Regions from separate parts of the Ovis canadensis genome. Here region 1 is linked to region 2. The links are chromatin contacts, called in public Hi-C maps. All regions are on one chromosome and are shown on one strand. The core of a region is the stretch at or near the end of the contact, and the rest is flanking DNA. Distances in the headings are between cores, read along the strand shown. Region 1 holds the start of SEMA5B (semaphorin 5B). Region 2 overlaps HSPBAP1 (HSPB1 associated protein 1).

Region 1 (4,389 bases), core at 1,101-3,600, 310 kb after region 2:
GAGGGTGAGTTGGGGGCCCAGCAGGTGACAGGTAGGACTAGGCTGTGGGATGTTCCAGTCAATTCCCAAAGTAGGGCGAGCTAGGATAACATGTACACAGAGAAATGAGATCACTTATAATTGTAATTTCTAGATCTGTAGTCCTCTAGCACTATGGGTGATGGAACAGCAGACTCCCTCTCTCTCTCTAACATTTTATCCCCCTTCCTCCTCAGGTTGGAAATCTAGATTTGGGGCAGGGTACCAGCGAGTTTTTGCAAGCTACTTCTTAATCTGCCTCTCCGTGTTTTCCTAGCTATGAGGTCCAGTTCTCAGGCTCAAGTTCCCCTCTTCTCCTTCTTCAAGGTCATCAATCCTGGTTCAGAAAAGGCGAGAGGCCACTTTTGAATGTCAAGAGGAACTGGGGCGGCGGGACGGGGTGAGGGTGGGAGAGAGGTTGCGGTAAAAGAAGAGATGGAAGAGAACAGGCTTGAAGATGAGGGAAAGTGCAGGTGGAGAGGACAAAGAGGAGGGCCAGAAGGGCCAAGAGAGAGAAGCCGCTGCCAAAGTGGTGGGGATGGGAGGGGAAGTGGGGATGTCTGAGAAAGGTGCAAGGAGATTGGATTGGCCAGAGAAGGTAGGATCGTGGTGGGGTCTAGACATAGGCAAGCTTCCACCCTCCCAATCCCAGTTCCGTGGGCTCAGTCACGGTACCGGGGAAGAGCGCATCCCGAGGGTTGGCAGCTCTTCCCCGCTCCGGCCGATCTCATATCCCCACCGCGGAAAGCCTGGAGGGGGTCGCAGGAGTGGGGGGCAGAGTCGGGTCATCACCTCTCCCCATCCAAACTCGGGGCCCACTGCAGCCGGGCACGGCGCGGCGGGGCAGACGGAATAACCCGAGCACTGGGCACCGACAGAGGGGTAGGAGGCAACAAGGGCGCTTCAGGTGGCTCCTCCTGGTTGTTTAAAGTTTGAGGCAGGCGAAGCAGCCGGCTCTGTCCTCCCTCAGCCGCCCGCCCGCGGCTCCGCGAGTCCTGGTGTCCTCGGCTTCGCCGTCATCCTCTGCCCGTCCTACGCCCACTGCCCTCTCGGCTCCCGCCCGGCTCGGGTCCCCATCCCCTCTCCTGTCTGCATCTTTCCCTGTGCCCGAGCGCCCCCCACTCCCTCCCTCCTCGCTGGATCTCCGCCACGACGTGAGCGGAAAGTGAATGGGGAGCCCAACCACAAAGACAAATTACCATGAGAAAAATAAATCAGGAAATCGCCGTTCGCGTCCCGCGTTCCCGCCGCCGCACCCCTTTCTGAAAGCCTAGGCGGGGGGCTCCGGGACGGCTGCGTCTGGGGCCTGGCGGGGCCGAGTTAGGGCTCCGCAGGGCCCTGCCAGGGCAGGGAGTCTGGGAAGAATCCAGCGGGGACCCCCGCAGGCGGCGGCAGAGCGGGGACGTCCCCGAGCGCGAGATTTCGCACTCCGGGCAGGCCACGCTCCCACGCGCCTAGCTGCCCGCACTGTGCCGCCGCCGGGTTTACTCGTCCGCCCTCTCGGAGCCTCCATCTCGCCGCCTCGGCCCCGTTCTCTCCCAGCCTTTCGTTCGTCCGTCCCCTCCTTCAGGCCCAGCCCCGGACCCCCATCCCGGTGGGCAGTCTAGACGCACAGATCGCGGCCGGGCCAGTGCCCCGGAGCCGGAGCCGGCGGACCGCGTGAGCGCGGCAGCACGGTGGGCGCCCCCGCCGAGGTGGCAGCGGGCTGCAAGGAAGCCCGGGGGCTCCCTCCCCTCGGCCCGCAGTGTCCGCAACCTGGTTCCAACTTGCCAGCGCCGCTGGGCCCCTACCCTTCTACCCACCCGAGTTGCTGAAGTTTGCAACTTGCAGCCCCAGCCCGCGTAGGCGAAGCGTTCGGGACTCCAGGGACTCACCTCCGGGTTGCTGGCGCAGGTGCCGGGTTCCAAGCGGCTCCCGGTTCCCGGCGGCGGGGAGCGGCAGAGAGGAACCCGGAGGACTCGCGGCCCGTCTGGGAATGGGGCCGCCGCGCAGGAATCGCCCTCGACCCTCACTCGGCGCTCCAGTGCAGCCGCGACCCGGGTCCGCGCCGGCAAGCTCGGGTCCGCCAGCAGCGGTCCGACGCGCCGCCGACCCGCCCGGCTCCGCCGAGCTGGGCTCGGGCGGCAGCCCCCGCGCTCCAACTAGCTCCCGACCCGGCGCGCGGCTGAGAGCAGAGAGGAGGAGACCGAGGGGGCCGAAGGTGGGAGGGAGAGGCGATGGGGGAGGAGTTGGGAGCGAGGGGAGAGAGGGAGGGGAGCGCTAGCGAAAAGGAGGAGGGGGCTGGAGAGGACCTGCCCGCGGCGGGCGCGCCACCCGCCAGCCCCGTGGCGCGCGAGGAGCGCGAGGGGGCGCCCTGCACCTCCGCGTCCCCGGGATCGGCCCGGCTCCCGCCCTGAGTCTGCCAAGTGTGCTTACCCGGAGGATAGTAGATAGAAGTCCCGCTCCGTGGTCGGCGTTCGAGCGGTGAGACACAGGTTCTTGGAGCGCTTGATCCCTTTTGCCACATCCTGCCTTACCGTCCTCGGTAAGCCCCGTCTCGAACCCGGCTTAATGCCGGGGAGTCTGCGCACCGGAACTCTGCCCACCCAACAGCTGGAACCTCAAGAAATTCTCCCTTCTCCTCGGCTCCCCAATTCCGCAGCCCTATCAGCTGGAGACGATCTTTCTGCCTGTGGTCTAGAAGGGGGAAAGGATCTAGTACACAACAGGGGAAATCTGATATTAAAAATGCAGTCGAAGGGCATGAGGCGAGGCTGCTGGGCTGGACTGGAAAACTAGAATTGGCTTAGAAGGGTTATCTTTACAAGCTGCACGACCTGGAGAGAACCTCTCTAAGCCTCAGTTTCTTCAGCTGCAATACTAGGCTTGATGAAACCTACCCCTCCTGAGCGGGTTGAGTAGAGGCTAGAATGAGTCTCATAACATCAGGAACATTGGGAGGGCATCCAAGAAATTAACGAGCCGGAAAGGCAGTGAGGGGCTCTCAACTGAGGAGGGAAGGTTGAGTGGGACCACACCGAGCAAGGATGAACTGTTTACAACTGTATCCTAGTGTTTCTGATGGCTAGAAAACCGGAGGGAAAGACTGGGAGCAAGCTTCAAATCCTGTCTGCCCGGCTGCAAGAGGGATGGGAAGAGAGCCCTCTGCTGAACAAAGAAAGGTATTTGAAAAAAAAAAAAAAAATTTTTTTTTTAAGGTGACCTAAGAAAAGAAAATGCAAGAATGAAGGATAAAGACAAAGACCCTGAAAAATTAAACCAGGAAAAGTGTGATTTTAAGGGCTAGCCAAAGAGAACTGCAAAATCAAAATGGATAAGCTGGAAGAAGGAAAACATTAAATGACTTTCTAGAGTATGCCAGAAATTGAAAAATTAGAGTGAATCATTTTACTTAAAATTCTGGATAAAGGAAATCCCAGGTACAGCAGAGAAATGGAGACAGTAGTCAGAGAGGCATCCTCTCTCTCTCTCTCTCTCTCTCTCTCTCACACACACACACACACACACACACACACACCCCTCTGAACCAAGGAGAGAAGCAGTTTGGCCAGGACGATGGGAAAGAAAAAAAAAGAAAGAATCCTGGAAAGGCGTTTATGAGATGCTGCAAAAAGGGACACTGCACAATCTCAGAAATAATGCCTTTCTAGGGCAACAGGAATGCTGAAATTCATAATGTGCCGAATGAAGAGGAACTTGCAAAGGTAAGACACTGGACAAGAGGAGAGAGACGCAGACGCAGACGAGGGAAAAAGGAAGGGAATGGGCATGTCATGCATACTAGTCTAACACCCCATCCATTTAATTAGGGGTAGAAATCAAGTCAGAAGAGGTTAACACAGGGCATCGAGTCCAAATCCATCATTTTACAGACCGGGCAATGAGAACTAGAGGGGAAGCATTTGTCCCAGAGTTGCAGGCTGGGGTGGGGGCAGGTCTCTTGATCCTCCTTCCACTACTGTGAGTGTGTCCCTCCCACACACCCCGTTCCTATTTCCTACAGAACTGTGGGGACTGCTTTGTTATTGCAAAAATATAAATGTGTGTGAAATATAGACACCTTTTCATTAATATAAAAATATGAAAATATTCTCTATATAGCAGGGAAAAGATATGAGTAGGAGAGTTTCCCATTTGTCTGGTTGAGAGAGTAGACAAAGTGCCTTCTGAGCCATGGTCGGCAGCAGCCCTCTCCTGCTGCTGCTGCTAAGTCACTTCAGTCGTGTCCGACTCTGTGCGACCCCATAGATGGCAGCCCACCAGGCCCCGCCATCCCTGGGATTCTCCAGGCAAGAACACTGGAGTGGGTTGCCATTTCCTTCTCCAATGCATGAAAGTGAAAAGTGAAAGTGAGGTCGCTCAGTCCTGTCT
Region 2 (4,815 bases), core at 317-2,816:
ATGTCCCAAGTAGCCCCTTTGCAGGGACAAGATCTGCTTTGTAAGATAATTCTCAAATCAAAGTCAGTTTCCTCATAAGCTGTTTCCATTCCTATAGATAGAGCTACCTAGAATAACCTCCGCTCTTTCAAATCTCTGTATTCTTATCTTATCCAGAGTAACCTGTCAGGGTTCTGTCCATCAAGTTAAATTTTCAGACTTCTCCCTGTTTGGACCGTGAATTTCTTAAGTTAAACATTTGTTAAATTGATTCATTAAGGAAGAGAAATGCACAAATGATGCCACACAATAAAAAGTAGTATAATATAGGAATTTGCAAAAAGAGAAAACTGTAAAATGGTTTAGTCACTTTAAATTTTTTTGGAAAATGGAAGTGATAAATCTTAACTTACAAAACATTAGACACACCAATACTTGGAGCCAACAGGGGGAGGACATCTGAGGCAAAGAAGGGAGAAGTGAAAAGGGAAGAGACACAGACAGAAATCCACAGATGGGGAAGTAGAGAGAGAAAAGAACCAAGTTCTGAGACAAGTCCTAAAGCCCTCCAGTGACCCTTGGCAGTTACAGTAGGGCTATCTTGTCCTTTCAAGATAGCTGATTACATTTCTTAAACTAGGAAGTATAAAGTCTTATTTTGCCTTAGAGATGATAAAGCTGCTCCCTTCCCCTGGACTCGTTTGGGAGAATACATTTAGAATGTCAGAGCTGGAAAGATCTTATCAGTCTAATTTTATTTTCAGAGAAGTGGAAGAAGGAGCCAGCTAAGCAGACAACTGTCTAGCTGAACTGGGAGTGGACGCCTGGAAGTTCTGGATCAGCTTTCTAACAGCAATCCTGATCATGGCTGAGAGACACAGCACACAAAAACCACCGTGTATGCTGCTCCCCTTATTTCACAAAGGAGGAGACTGAACCAGAGGTTAAGAGATTTGCTCTGGTCATGAGACAGGCTGATAGAATGGAGCAGGGAGTCCTGCTGCCTACCCAATAGTCACTGCTTTTCCTGTGCAACACACAAAGACACACACACACACACACACACATTTCTCTCTCTCTCTCTCTCCCTCCTGCATGCCTATGCACATGTGCATTACCTTCCTTGTACCTGGAATACTAAGTTGCAACCATAGGTGTCCAGATGACAGGGTGTATGGGCCCCCAGGGAGCCGATCCACAATGTACTTTCCCGTCCATTTCTTCCAGGAAACCCAAAGTCAGACCATATCACATCCTGTTATGAAAATAAAGTTACAGTCCATCAAGAAACAACCAACTCTGCTGTATAGTAGTGTCACACATTTTCACTTACACATCTGATTTGGGGCAATGGGAACCACTCTCTTACAGAAAGCACTACAGATGGAAGAGCTTAGGTTTGCAGAGCAGGCCAAGAATTCTTTTTAACCAATTACATATCTGAATGACCTCACTAATAGCAGTTACTCAACAAATATTTAATGTCTGCCTACAACACGCCTGGCACTCTCCTAGAACATGTGATCAATCAGTGAACAAAAAGACAACGCCCACCCAAATGAAGCCTACATTTTAGAGGCTGGAGACCGACAATAAACACTAGGCAGAGTTATGAGGATATCTGGTGGAAGTGACTCAGGCAGTAGGAACAGTGACTGCAATGGCAACACAAGTTTTTTAAAAAAAAATCTCTGAAGCTCAACTCATGAATCCAGAAAGGCATATTCCCTCTAAACAGTGTAGATATTTCGAGGTATAAGTAATACATTAACTTTTTGCACTTCAAAGACCACATGAAAGAAGGCTTCTCCTAGGTGGTGGGTGTTCAGTTGGTCAGTCGTGTCTTACTCTTTGCAGCCTCATGGCCTGCATTATGCATGCTTCTCTGTCCTTCACTATCTCTCAGAGTTTGCTCAAACTCATGTCCATTGAGTCTATGATACCATCCCAAAGTCTCATCCTCTGTTGCTCCCTTCTCCTCCTGCCTTCATTCAATCTTTTCCAGTATCAGGGTCTTTTCCAATGAGTCAGCTCTTTGTATCAGGTGACCAAAGTACTAGAGGTTCAGCTTCAGCATCAGTCCTTCCAATGAATATTCAGGGTTGATTTCATTTAGGATTGACTGATCTGATTTCCTTGTAGTCCGAGGGACCCTCAAGAGTCTTCTCCAGCACCACAGTTCGAAAGCATCAATTCTTCGGCGCTCAACCTTCTTTATGGTCCAACTCTCACATCTGTACATGACTACTGAAAAAAACCACAGCTTTGACTATACGAACTTTTGTCAGCAAAGTGATGTTTTTGCTTTCTAATATCCTGTCTAAGGTTTGTCTCCTGGGTTAGTGTAGTTGTTTAAAACTATAGGTGCCTTTACTATTACCTACTAAATCAGAGTGTCCAGGTGGGGGAGACACAGCACATATTTTGAAACACTACTGCTATGCTCCTTAAAGTCATGAACTCTTTAAGTGTAAAGAACTTTAAGACAGAGACCGCACTTTGAACTTGGCACTCCTTATGTCTAGTTCTCTTTCAACAAACTGCTCTGCTTGATTTTATTTAGGCTTAAAGAAAGAATGTTCTTGTTTTTAAATAAAAGTTGGAAAACTACAAATGTAGTTTGACATAAACTCAAATCCATGAACTTAAAATATGTATAAGCTGAAAAGAAAAGGACACACTATTGAGTCAGACAGAAAGGTTTGGCTTTATTTATTTTCTGAGTCATGAATTTTTCCTATTGAATTTTAAAGAATAAAGCAAAATAAAAAACACTTTTAGGTGCAGAACATTGTCCTAAATACTGACACTAGTTTTAACAGTGTCTTCAATCTGCATTTTCTATTTTAAGAGGCAGAACATTAACATTACTCAAAGAGAAAGGATTCTGGAGAGACATTTTAATAGATGGTTTTAAGGAAGACTAGAAAAAGCATTTTCATTTTTGTTTTCAGTGATGAAGATAGCAGAATATGTGCATATAACTGATATCTGTTATTAAAGGCGGAGTTTTTTAAAAGTCAGCACTATTATACATGCATACGGTTCCATGCAGCAGCTCTGGGGTTGGCAAAAGTCACGTCCCCTCTGGACACAGCACATACGCTCTATGCAAGGAGCTTACCTGTTTTCCTAATGCCTATTGGAATACCTGGTTCAGGTTAAGTGCTTAAAATCTTGGTTGCTTGGGAGGGAAAGAAGAATATGTTGGCTTATTATAAATGGTTCAGGTCAAGAACATTTTTGAGCATCTGAGTCTGGTGAGTTTACCATCTGAGCAGATGGGTTGGGAGGATCCCCTGGAGGAGGGCATGGCAACCCACTCCAGTATTCTTGCCTGGAGAATCCCCATGGACAGAGGAGCCTGGAGGGCTACAGTCCATGGGGTTGCAAAGAGTTGGACATGACTAGGCAACTAAGCACATCACAGCACACTACATATCTAGTATAATGCTGAATGTTTGGAATACAAAAAATTAATACAACACAGGCCCTCCTTTTAAATCTAACAATGGAAGATAGTCCCATAAATAGACCTGTCCCACAGAGTGGAAGAACTGCTTTGACAGAAGTGAGCAGAAAGCACGCTAAGATCACTGAAAAAGGGCACCCGGTCCAAGCAGGGAGCTTAGGGAGGGTTCCCATAAACCTGGTCTTTGGTGAACAAGTCATCACACCTCAGTTTGGAATTTAAAGGCAGCGGAAAGACATGCAGTACAAAAACAGAAAACAGGGATCTGCCTCATCTAAGAAGAGGCTGGTTCAAGTCACTCAATCTTCTTATAGATACACCTCTTTAGAAATTTAAGGAATACCAACACCCCTTTGCTCAGAGAAATGAGTGCACGCGCGCGCACACACACACACACACACACACTTTCACATGCACTTTGAGGGGGTCAGTGGACTGAGCCCAGGTGAGACACTGTTCTAGAGCACTGCTTCAGAAAAAAACCACACGGGGAAAGTTCTACCGGGGGTGTGGGGGACCATATGAGAGACTGACACAAGGCTTCCCGCGCCTCGTATCTAACAGAGTCACTGAACAAGGAAAAATTATTGTGAAATGACTAGACCAGGGTGACCTAAACTACCTACGATCCAGCTGTAAATTGGCTGGGAAAACCACAGGGAGAAGGGTTTGGGGCAAAGTGGTAGAGAGAGAGTAAGAGTAAATTTGTCAAAAAATAGGCAACACTGAGTGTACCTATTTTGACTTTCCCCACAGGCTCTTGAGAGTTGGGAATTTCTTGCCTTTTTCTTATGAACTGTTGCCTAGCCATATTTCTTTATCCCTGACTGTGTAGATTTAGGAGGCCATGGAACCCTACTTTTATCCCTCTTAAAATGAATCTTAACTTTCTGCCTGCTGTTTTATAATGTTTAAATCAAGCTACATACATGACTCCTAAACTTTCATCGCAAGTCCTTAATTCTCTTCTACTTACCACTAAATTTATACATTCAAAGGCTAACAAGCTATCACTTTCGGGTTATTGAATCCACACGGTTGGACAGGCCCAAATCACAACATTTTATATGCATCATCTCATTTAATCCTAGGAAACTGAAAGTAGCTATATCCACTTTATCCATGTGGAAACTACGGGGCAGTTCTGTCCTTTTAACAATATTGTTAAAAAATGCGGAGACATTTTTGATTGTCATAGTAAACAGGGTGCCTTGGCATTCAGTGAATGGGCATGAGGGATGCAGCTCAACACAATATGAAAAAGTTTTATCTTGTACAATATTTATAACACTGGGAAAACTGATCTTAGTCTCAGTTATCTGAGACTAGAGTTCTAATTCTAATTTCACATAATCCTGTCAAAA

The links. Hi-C and Micro-C count contacts between places; a contact is called where the count stands out from the background.
Region 1: a Hi-C map of fibroblasts shows a contact between it and region 2, with 5 times the contacts expected there. The contact joins the promoter of SEMA5B here to the enhancer-like site in region 2. A contact is called at or near these places in 2 of 2 Hi-C or Micro-C datasets (fibroblasts and lung).

What each region holds. Positions count from the first base shown.
Region 1 is chr1:190,617,888-190,622,276 of ARS-UI_OviCan_v2, forward strand. SEMA5B (semaphorin 5B) reads right to left here and starts at 2,351. Exons shown (of 20, transcript XM_069555499.1): 1 at 1,893-2,351.
Region 2 is chr1:190,311,270-190,316,084 of ARS-UI_OviCan_v2, forward strand. It overlaps HSPBAP1 (HSPB1 associated protein 1), which reads right to left. Exons shown (of 8, transcript XM_069555711.1): 4 at 1,098-1,234. Among named protein-coding and RNA genes, the nearest start is that of SLC49A4, 44 kb to the right of the region's middle. Within about 2 kb of position 1,567, the one cell type or tissue checked has open chromatin away from gene starts, as enhancers often do. A contact at or near this core is called in fibroblasts, where this site is marked.